2 separate regions of the Mus musculus genome follow, and region 1 is linked to region 2. Evidence: chromatin contacts called from public Hi-C data. All regions are on one chromosome and are shown on one strand. Each heading gives the region's core, a stretch centred on a gene start, on an enhancer-like site or on the middle of the called end of the contact. The rest is flanking DNA. Distances are from core to core; before and after follow the strand shown.

Region 1 (5,024 bases), core at 1,680-4,179, 2.3 Mb after region 2:
AATCCACCTGCCTCTGCTTCCCAAGTGCTGGGATTAAAGGCGTGCGCCACTACGCTTGGCCGGTCTCACTATTAAATGCTTGTATCAAAAATTATTTTCTAAAGCCAGGCAGAGACAGGCCGATTTTTGAGTTCGAGGCCAACCTGGTCTACAGATTGAGTTCCAGGACAGCCAGGGCTATACAGAGAAACCCTGTCTTAAAAAACAAAAGAAAAAAAAAAAAGTAAGACCTTCCCAACTACAGTCAGCAGCCTGTAATTAATTTTATTTTATTTTTTTAAAGAAGTCAGACGATCTTGTGTCCTTTTTTTTTTTTTTAGATTTATTTATTTATTTTATGTAAGTACACTGTAGCTGTCTTCAGACACTCCAGAAGAGGGAGTCAGATCTTGTTACAGATGGTTGTGAGCCACCATGTGGTTGCTGGGATTTGAACTCCGGACCTTTGGAAAAGCAGTTGGGTGCTCTTACCCACTGACCATCTCACCAGCCCAGCCTGTAATTTTATAATCACTTATTTTAAGTGCTGTCATAATAATTTATGGGAGGAGTCTGAAGTTCATATCATCTAAAAATATGTGCACCTCATTCTTTTTGGAGGTACAGAAAATGAACATGATCTCATGCAAGCTAAACAAGCACCTCACTACAGAGTTATACCCGATGTCTTTTTTTCATGTTGTGAGAATGTCTCACGAAGTTGACAAGGGTGGCCTTAAATTCACTCTGTAGAATACAGTAATGCCCTGGATTTTCCATCCTTCTGAGTTGCTGAGATTACAAGCCTGTGCTACCAGTCCTATCTTTAAACAATCCACTCTAGAGTTTAAGAACCTAGAGTTTAAGGTGGCACACGCCTTTAATCCCAGCACTTGGGAGGCAGAGGCAGGCGTATTTCTAGGTTTGAGGCCAGCCTGGTCTACAAAGTGAGTTCCAGGACGGGCTATACAGAGAAACCCTGTCTCCCCAGTCTCGAAAAAAAAAAAAAAAACAAAAAACCACAAAACCAAAAAACAAACTTAAATTTGGAAACTTGAATCCATACTGTATGTATTTATATATGTATGTACAGATACAGAGTTGACATTTAAGTTGCCTATGGTACTGATAGATCGTGGGGAAACCCCGACTCAATTCCTGATTCGCGTGCACCCAAAAAATCACGAAGGACCATCTCGATGTAATTACACGAGGTCGTTTAATTACGGAGCTCTGGACCGACATGCATCCCACACAGGAGATAACGGATGTCGGCCACGAAGCTCAAAAGCTAGGGGTTTTTATGGGGTGAGGGGCTTAGGGGTGTGGAATTCAGCATAGCTACACACTAGACACACTATTGGCTTCAGCAAAAGGGCATCAGGACTTTGTTCTTGTGGGCTGGGGGCTTATCTTGTTCACATAGCAACCAGTTGATGTATGACTTTACCCGGCGCCAAGGGGCAATAGACAGAGGGGAGGTTCCAGCCAGATGGTGTCAACTCAGACAAGATAGCCTTGCCTGCGTCCTTGCATTCCTTTTCATCTTTACAGTCAAGAGCCCTGCCCTGGCATCCGGGCTCATAGACAACTCTTTTACATGAATCACAAGTTACAAAATCTCATTTTCCTTCAGTACACTGTACCACAAATACCTTCCTGTTTAAAATCATCATGTCTTTTGTAGTATATACTTTAACTTCCAAACAATTATCTCTCTTTAGCATCCAAATACCAGGTTAACTAAAAACGCAGTCTTTGTGGGGTCTTTTTCTTTTAAGTAGTATAAAAGCAGTTTTCCAATTGAATGTAATAATTTGGAAAAAAAAAAGTTTTGAGTTTTAGTGATGATACAAATTATGCTTAGGGAAAATAATCAGAAAACTTTAAAAATCAAATCATTCATCTTTTCTAGTAGTTTCTCTAACTTGAAAAATACACTTTTTAGGCAGGGTGGTCTATGACTGCAACACTAGCATTTGGCAGGTGTTGAAAGGAGCTCAAGACCAGCCTGGACTACACAGTAAGTTCAAGGTCAGTCTGTATTACCCAAGACCCTGTCAATAAATGTAATTAAAATTACTCTTGACAGGCCGTGGTAGCTCAAACCTGTAATCCTATCAATAGATTTCCAGTCCAGTATGGGTTGGCTACACAAATGGGTTGCAGAGCAGCCTGGTTGGGAGAGACTATGTCTTTTTAAAAAAATCACAACTTCGCTTCTCTTGTCATAGAGGGAGGGGCGTTAAGAAACCAAAAGCGCTCTTTTGGTCACATCTGGCCTGCTCTTGGAATCAAAACCCAAACCCTACAAACGAGAAGAAAGGCGACAAGCCATTAGCAGAGACGAAGGAAGCTCCAACTGCGGAGAAAAGCCAGGTTCCCGGAAAGAGCCCCCACCTCGGCCACATGCTCCCATGTCCTCAATCTAACGTCAAGAGCCAACCAAGCAAGTGCAGCAGGGTGGACCGACGTCGTCAGCGCCCTACCTGCCGGGCCCCCAAGGCCTCCTGACCGGGGGCGGGCTGCCAGGCCAGGGGCGCTCCGGCTTCTCCGTCCCTAAGGAAAACGTCAAGATCCCTTCTAAGAATCCGGGGAGGTCCCGAAGGCTGACAGGCTTCTCTTGGGGCTTCCACGCTCGCAGTGAGGCGAGAGCTGTGTCAAAGCCGGAGGTGCAGGCGCCAGCCGTTCGCTCAGACGAAACCGGAAATACCTCCCTCACCTCCACCGGGACCCATCGCTCTGTAAGCACTTCCACCATCTTCCTCTCCAAGCCCTCCCCCACCCCACTCCACCCCCTCCAAAAAAAAAAAAAAAGAACTTCCGCGAACACACGAACCTCCGGGAAGACGAGAGACCGTCCAAAACGTAGCTATTAAACGGAGCTGGAAAGAGACGCGAGGCTGGAGCAGTTTCATACGCAAGATGGCCGCCACCTCTAGGATTACCCATGCAGCACCGCGGGCTCACGCCCGGCATTATGGGGATTGAAGTCCGGCGTCCCGCAGTCCTCGTTTACCTCAAGGCACCGAAACTCAGTGTTCCAGAGTCCATTGCAAGACTTACAAGCTATTTTGGCCACCAACGTAGACTCAGTCTTGTTCCCCGCCCTGTAGTGGGGGGAAGTTTCTTAAAGAAACATCACCTTTATCTATAAAGGCAGCGACGTCCTCTGGGGTTCACGACTCAAAAAGAACAAGAGTGCTTGGCGCCCCCAGGTGGATGGACGCGCAAGCCTCTGTGGTGAGTGAACAGTTTTCAGGCTTTTCAGGAGACAAAAGAATCAGCCTAGGCTTCAAAGGGGAAAACATTTTGTGTAACAGAACTCAGTTGCTATGGTTTCTCAGAAACACCATTTAGTATAATTTTAAGCTTCTGAACAACTGTGGCAAAATAGAGTGCCTGCACCTCAGAACCCCATAACAGATGACTCTTGGGGAGAAGAAATTATAAAGTATCTTACTTCCAGATATAGGAAAACTGCTATATAAATATGTATTGAATTAAAACTAAATACCAACCAAATGACTAGCTCCAGTTAAAGGTCTTTTTTTTTCTCCTTTCCATTTCTATTAGCCTGTCGTCCTCTCCACCCCTTGTTTCGTTTGGGCCCGCACAAGAAGATCGGCCATCTCAGCATATTTGAATAAGTCTTGTCTCCAACACAATAATGTTTTTTTTTTTTTTTTAAAGATTTATTTATTATTTTAAGTACACTGTAGCTGTCTTCAGACACACCAGAAGAGGGAGTCAGATCTTGTTACGGATGGTTGTGAGCCACCATGTGGTTGCTGGGATTTGAACTCTGGACCTTCGGAAGAGCAGTCGGGTGCTCTTACCCTCTGAGCCATCTCACCAGCCCCCACAATAATGTTTTAATTTATAAGTATAATAGATAAAAAGCACAGTGAAGCCGGGCAGTGGTGGAGCACGCCTTTAGTCCCAGCACTTGGGAGGCAGAGGCAGGCAGATTTCTGAGTTCAAGGCCAGCCTGGTCTACAGAGTGAGTTCCAGGACAGCCAGGGCTACACAGAGAAACCCTGTCTCAAACAAAACAAAACAAACTAAAACAAATCACTATTTTATTTTATGTGAGTGTTTTACCTGAGTGTATATATACATATATATACACCTGAGTGTGTGTGTGTAAATATGTATACACACACACTCTCTCTCTCTCTCTCTCTCTCTCTCTTAAGAGTGTTGTGTAAAAGAGAGAAAACCCATTTACTTTATGAAAAGCAGTGTCCTCGTCCCAGTTCTTACCAGTCCCTATTACTACCCTTCTCTTGTGAAGACTCTGGTGGAGTGTTCTAGAATGTAACACCAAATCTATTGTCTATTCTGCACATTGCTCCAGCACCCTCCTATATCCCATTGTCCCACAGCAGCTGGAAACACTGTTCCTTTAACATTCACCACCACCCCCCCACACACACACACAGCTTCAGTCCTGTAGTGGCTATTCCAGGTTGTCAACTTGACTCTATCTAGAATAAACTACAATCCAGAATTGGAAAGCTCTCACCTGTGAGCTAATCTGGAGGCTGGGAGATACAAGTTTCTGACCTGGATTTTGGCATGGAGACCTTGAGGCATAGTGGCTCAGAATTAAAGATTAAGACAGGGAGATCTCTGAGTTCAAGGTCATCCGGGACAAAGCAAGTCCCAGACAGATCCAGGCATGGTGGCACACACCTTTAATCTGGGCCACACTGTCTGCTGGAGACCTACATAAGGACATTGAAAGAAGGAAGATTCACTCTCTCTCTTCTTCGCCTCCTTGCCTTGTGGGACTGATCTAGATGTTGGGCTTCCATTCACTGCTGCTGCTGACCATTGTTGGGGACTTGAATTACAGACTGTAAATCGTCAATAAATTCCCTTTCTGTATAGAGACTACCCATAAGTTCTGTGACTCTAAAGAACCCTGACTAATACAACTTCTAAGAATTGAACCTAGGACCTCAAGTATGGCAGCTAAGCCCTCTATCATTGAGCCAAGCCACCACTGACGTCTTGAAACATGATTTTCATATAAAAGT
Region 2 (5,040 bases), core at 1,187-3,686:
ACCCTGCATATCATATATTTACATTATGATTCATAACAGTGGCAAAAATTACACTTGTGCAGTAGTAACGAAATCATTTTATGGTTGGCGGTGACCACAGCAAGAGGAACTGTATTAAAGGGTTGCAGCACTAGAAAGGTTGAGAGCCACCGCTCTAAGGTCTTATCTATAGGTCCTGCCTGGAGTGATGACTAAGAACCAGATGAAATACCAAGACATTTCAGGAGATGCCTGTAGGTAACATGGCACAGATATCCAGACAAGCACCAGGTTACCGGGTATTTCTTCCCCTAACCATGTCTTCCTTCTTCATACTCCTCCCTAGGATTAGTAAATACTTCTAACTCTGGAGAAAGGCATAATTTCCTGAGCATAATGCGACCATGTATGTAGTTACTTATTTCTGCCGGGCGGGTCTAATGAAAAGAATGCAGGCTTAAACAGCAATAAATGCATTTAATTACATCCCCCCAAAAAAAAAAAAAGTGTCCTGGGGCCTGAGAAAAAATAACCCGGCCTGTCAGGTGCCCACTGTGCAAACCTGCAGCTGAGTGTGCAGGAGACCCCTGGGTACGCTCTCCAGCTCTGCATGAACTGGGATCCGCGCAAATGCCTGTAATCCCAGGGACACAGTGGGAGGCAAAAGGATCAAGGTCATCTTTTGCAAAGTAGCAAGTTTGAGGCTGGTTGTGAAGCTGGGTTGTGGGTGGAGCACAGGGTGAGGTGGGGGTGGGGAGAAACTGATCTACCAAATATAATAATGACCATGTGTCTTAGAAGAGAAATCCCGAAGGGAGCCAGCTTGTCTTCATACCTTTAAAAAATAATAATAATAATCTAAAACCTGTAATTATGGGCCAAGAAAGAGCCCTGGGGCTGTGAGATTCAGCCCTAGCCACTGGGGTATCTCTTATCTCTACTTAACTAGTTCCTTTGGTTTATTCACCCCCCCCCACCCTCCCTTATATACCCTCTAAATTTCACCCTTAAGTAAAACATGATCTCAAAACGCTAAACTTTTCAGAGCTGTTTCAATTCATGGGGTGACTTTCCCCCTCTAAATGTCTATTCTGATCTCGTGAGTCACGCCCTTTTGTTTTAGTGGCAGAAGGGTGTGCTCTAGTCAAAATAATAATTTCCATTGAGACCAACTAAAAATACCAGGGGGATGACTGTGTCGAGGTTTCCTATTATCTTAACCACACATGAAGGGCAAGAAATGTTACAAAAATCCCAATTACCAGCTGACTCCATGACAGCTAAGACAGTCAACCAAAAGATAACGCAGAAGATAACGCTCCGGATTCTAGTGAAAGTTTACTCACCTTTAGAAGAAATACACCTATGGTTGAAACCCTGTCCTCCTGCACGTGAGAGTATAACTGTGGGTGCTGGGAAATGTAGTTTTTTAGTTTGTTTTGTTTTCCTGACAGCACATGTCTGCCTATCCCAGCACATGTCTGCCTATCCCAGCACATGTCTGGCTATCTTAACACACAAGTCCACACAGCAGTGGGCTGGAGCGAGCGACACTGGACTGCTCTGCGGACACCCTTGGCTGGTGACCTGATCGTGCCCAGGAAGTCTTCCACTGGACAGAAACACACGGAGCACAGGTTGTCTACGGAGCCGGAAGAACTTCCTCCCACTCCACACCATCTGGAAGAACAGTCTGTGCAGGCCGAATCGGGTCACAAGGAAAACCCACCCAAGAGGGAGTCCCTCCAAAGGGACCTCTGGAGACTATGAGGCGACCCGGAGGACAGGAATCTCAGGTCTCGGGTCATGCCTGCGAGACCTGACAAGAGTCCATCCTGCGCGCGGCTCGGCTGACGACACTGCCCGGGACCGCGTGGCGGGGCGGGGTGCCGCGCACCGCGCCATGTAAGGGAAGGTCTCCCAGACTGCCGTGACTCCGGATGCCACCCGGGGCAGCCTGCGTAGATGGGTCCCCGCGCCCACGTGGAGCCTACACACGGCGCCACGCGTGGCGGGCGTCACCCGGGTCGCCCGTGTTCACTCCCTCCCGCTGTTGCATCATGCACCACGCCGCGCCTGCAAAGGACCAAGATGGACTCGGAGGAGGCGACCGGAACACTGGTGCCCGCCCCACGCACCCATCCCCCGGAGATGGAGAGGATAAGAAGAACCCTCGCCCTGCCTGAAACGCCACCCGAGGCCACACACACAGACACACACGCACACCGAGGTGACTCAGGCTTTCAGAGCTTCCTGGGCAATCACAAGGATCGCGTACTCACGGAGGAGGCGGCAAGATGTTGAGCTGTGTGGAGACCGCGGGTAGAAAGCCTCTCACACCTGCTAGCTGAGGGGATGGCGCACGCGGGCGGAATCCGAGCCGGTTTCATCAGCCGCGCGCCGCCCTCCGCGGGCCCCACGGCCACGGCCAGTGCTGCGCGTCAGCTTCCAGGGCACCAATGACAGCGCCGCGCGGCCGCGCCCCTGTGGGCGGGGACACCCGAGACCGGGCTTCCCCGCCGGTTTGGGCGCCTCCCGCGCGCGCCCTTGGTCCTCCGCAGCCGCAACTGAGCTTGAGTCAGAGCTGATGGCACAGGCTGAGGGGTGCGAGCCCCCTCCTGGGGAGCCACGGACAGCTGACGACCAGGTTTCTTGCTCCAAACTGGATGTAAGACACATTTTAAAGACTTTTTTTTTTTTTGGACTTAGTTGTAAATCTTCTTTTGACATTGGACTACTTTACGGCTGTGCCCTAGCTAACGCCTTAGCCTCCGCCTTGGTCAGGAAGGGCCCCAGAACCTGCAAGCCTCCCTTTGATACAAGGTAGTTCCTCCACATAGCCAACAGAACAGTTCAGGCAGTTCACACCCGCGGGACTCTCCCCAAGTTTAGTACCCAAATCTAGTCTTCAGGGTTCCTTCTGATCTCTGCTCCAAAATCGAGAACTACAGTCTATAGGGCTGAGGGATGGCTCAGCGGTTAACACTGACAACCCTTTCAGAGGACCCAGTTCTGACTCCCCACATGGGGGCTCACAACTAATCTGTAAGTCTTGAATGTGATGCACAGACATACACAGGTAAACCATAAATATGCATAAGATAAAAGTTTTTATAAAGAATTATATCGAAGCCCGGCAGTGGTGGCACACACCTTTAGTCCCAGCACTTGGGAGGCAGAGGCAGGTGGATTTCTGAGTTTGAGGCCAGCCTGGTCTACAGAGTGAGTTTCAGGACAGCCAGGGCTATACAGAGAAATCCTGTTAAAAAAAGAGAGAGAGAGAGAGAGAGAGAGAGAGAGAGAGAGAGAGAGAGAGAGAGAGAGAGAGAGGAAGGAAGGAAGGAAAGAAGAAAGAAAGAAAGAAAGAAAGAAAGAAAGAAAGAAAGAAAGAAAGGAAGAAAGAGAGAAAAGAAAGGAAAAGAAAAGAAAAAGAGAAAAGAGAAGGTGGATGCTATGTGTGTTCTCAAGTGTGCCTTATCAGTAAAGGGATTCATTGTCAGCCACAGCTGTTGATACTCCCATAGAATTAAACTAACGATGTATTAATTTATATTGCCCAGCCAAAAAGTCTTAATGAATACGTAGAGGGAGGTGGATAGCACTAAAGCACTTCTAACACTTGTAAGATAACATTAAAGCACTTCTAACAGCGTTTGTGATAATAACAAGGCATCAAACATGCTTTGTTTTCCAACAGCCAACAGAAGTAAGTGTCAATCATGCGGTGATGAACTGATTCCTGCCAATCTAGTAGGGAGGTCTCCTGAATCTTTACCAGGTGCCCCCTTCTCACAGAGGGAAACCTCCCATCTTTCAGCGCCCACCAGCTTTGCCTTCAGCACCAGATGAGTATCTGACTCCGAATTCGAACGCTATTCACTGTGTGTCCTCCACAAATCGGCACACTACTGCTTATGAAAATTTACGTTCTCTTAAAAACTGCTTGCCCTGTCCTCGTCTGGGATTTTGGTGTGATACAGGTCCCGTCAAACAAGCTGAAAATCAAAAAACGGAGTCACGGGTAATAAAATCCCACACCAATAAGCTGAAGCTAAACTGACCTCTCAAGAAATTAGGAAATTAGCGATGACCAGTTTATGTAATGATTCTCTGTGCATAAACCCTTAACCAAAAAGAGCAAGCTGGATCAACCAGATATTAGGCAGCTTTTTCTCTATTGTCCCTTCTCCCTGCCTCTACTATGCAGAGACAGTAACTTCTACCTGCTTTCTTCAGCTCATTCCTATCTAGAAGACCAACTTCAGCTTTACTGCTTTTGTTTTGCTTTGTTTTTGTTTTTGTTTTTGTTTTTGTTTTTTTTTTTTTGAGACAGGATCTCACTATGCAGCCCTGGCTCTCATGGAACTCACTTTCTATGGACCAGAATGGCCTCGAACTCAGAGACACATCTGCCTCTGCCTCCCCAAGTGCTGGGGTTAAACGTGTGTGCCACCAAGCCTGGCTACAATTAAGATCTTTAAACCATAGTTTTGTTATTTGACTCTGTGTGTGTGTGTGTGTGTGTGTGTGTGTGTGTTGCACACATATCACATGTCAGTGTTCAGACATGCAGAGGCCAAAACATGATATCAAGTGTATCCTTCTATCACTGTCTGCCTTACTGACATAAAGCAGGATCTCTCAATGAGCCCCCACACTCATCACTTTTTGGTAAGGCTGCCTGGTCAGCGAATGCTTGTAATCTGCTCATTTCTGCCTCCCAGTTTGGAGGTTAAAGGCACATGCAGCCATTCCCAGCTTGTAAAGTGGGTGTGAGATTCAAACGGGTCCTCGTGCAATGCACTCTTACCCGTGGAACCATCTCCCCAGCCCCTGTGATTTTGATCGAAAGCCAACCCTTTGAGCTGGGCAGTGGTGGTTCGTCCCTCTAATCCCAACACTCAGATTTCTGAGTTTGAGGCCAGCCTAGTTTATGAAGAGATTTCCAGGACAGCCGTGTCTACAAAGAGAAATCCTGTCTCAGGAAAAGGTTCAACCCTTTCATGTTTGAAATACAATTGTGGGTTTGTTAAATGTATATGTGTGTGAGCCGGCATGACT

What was found. Hi-C and Micro-C count contacts between places; a contact is called where the count stands out from the background.
Region 1: a contact with region 2 is called in a Hi-C map of B cells, with 5 read pairs. The contact joins the promoter of N4bp2l2 here to the promoter of Slc7a1 in region 2. A contact is called at or near these places in 1 of 39 promoter capture datasets (pre-B cells), 1 of 484 Hi-C or Micro-C datasets (B cells) and 1 of 9 other capture datasets (adipose tissue).

What each region holds. Positions count from the first base shown.
Region 1 is chr5:150,662,683-150,667,706 of GRCm38.p6, forward strand. It overlaps N4bp2l2 (NEDD4 binding protein 2-like 2), which reads right to left and starts at 2,930. Exons shown (of 6, transcript NM_201369.3): 1 at 2,819-2,930.
Region 2 is chr5:148,397,468-148,402,507 of GRCm38.p6, forward strand. It overlaps Slc7a1 (solute carrier family 7 (cationic amino acid transporter, y+ system), member 1), which reads right to left and starts at 2,437. Exons shown (of 13, transcript NM_007513.4): 1 at 2,262-2,437.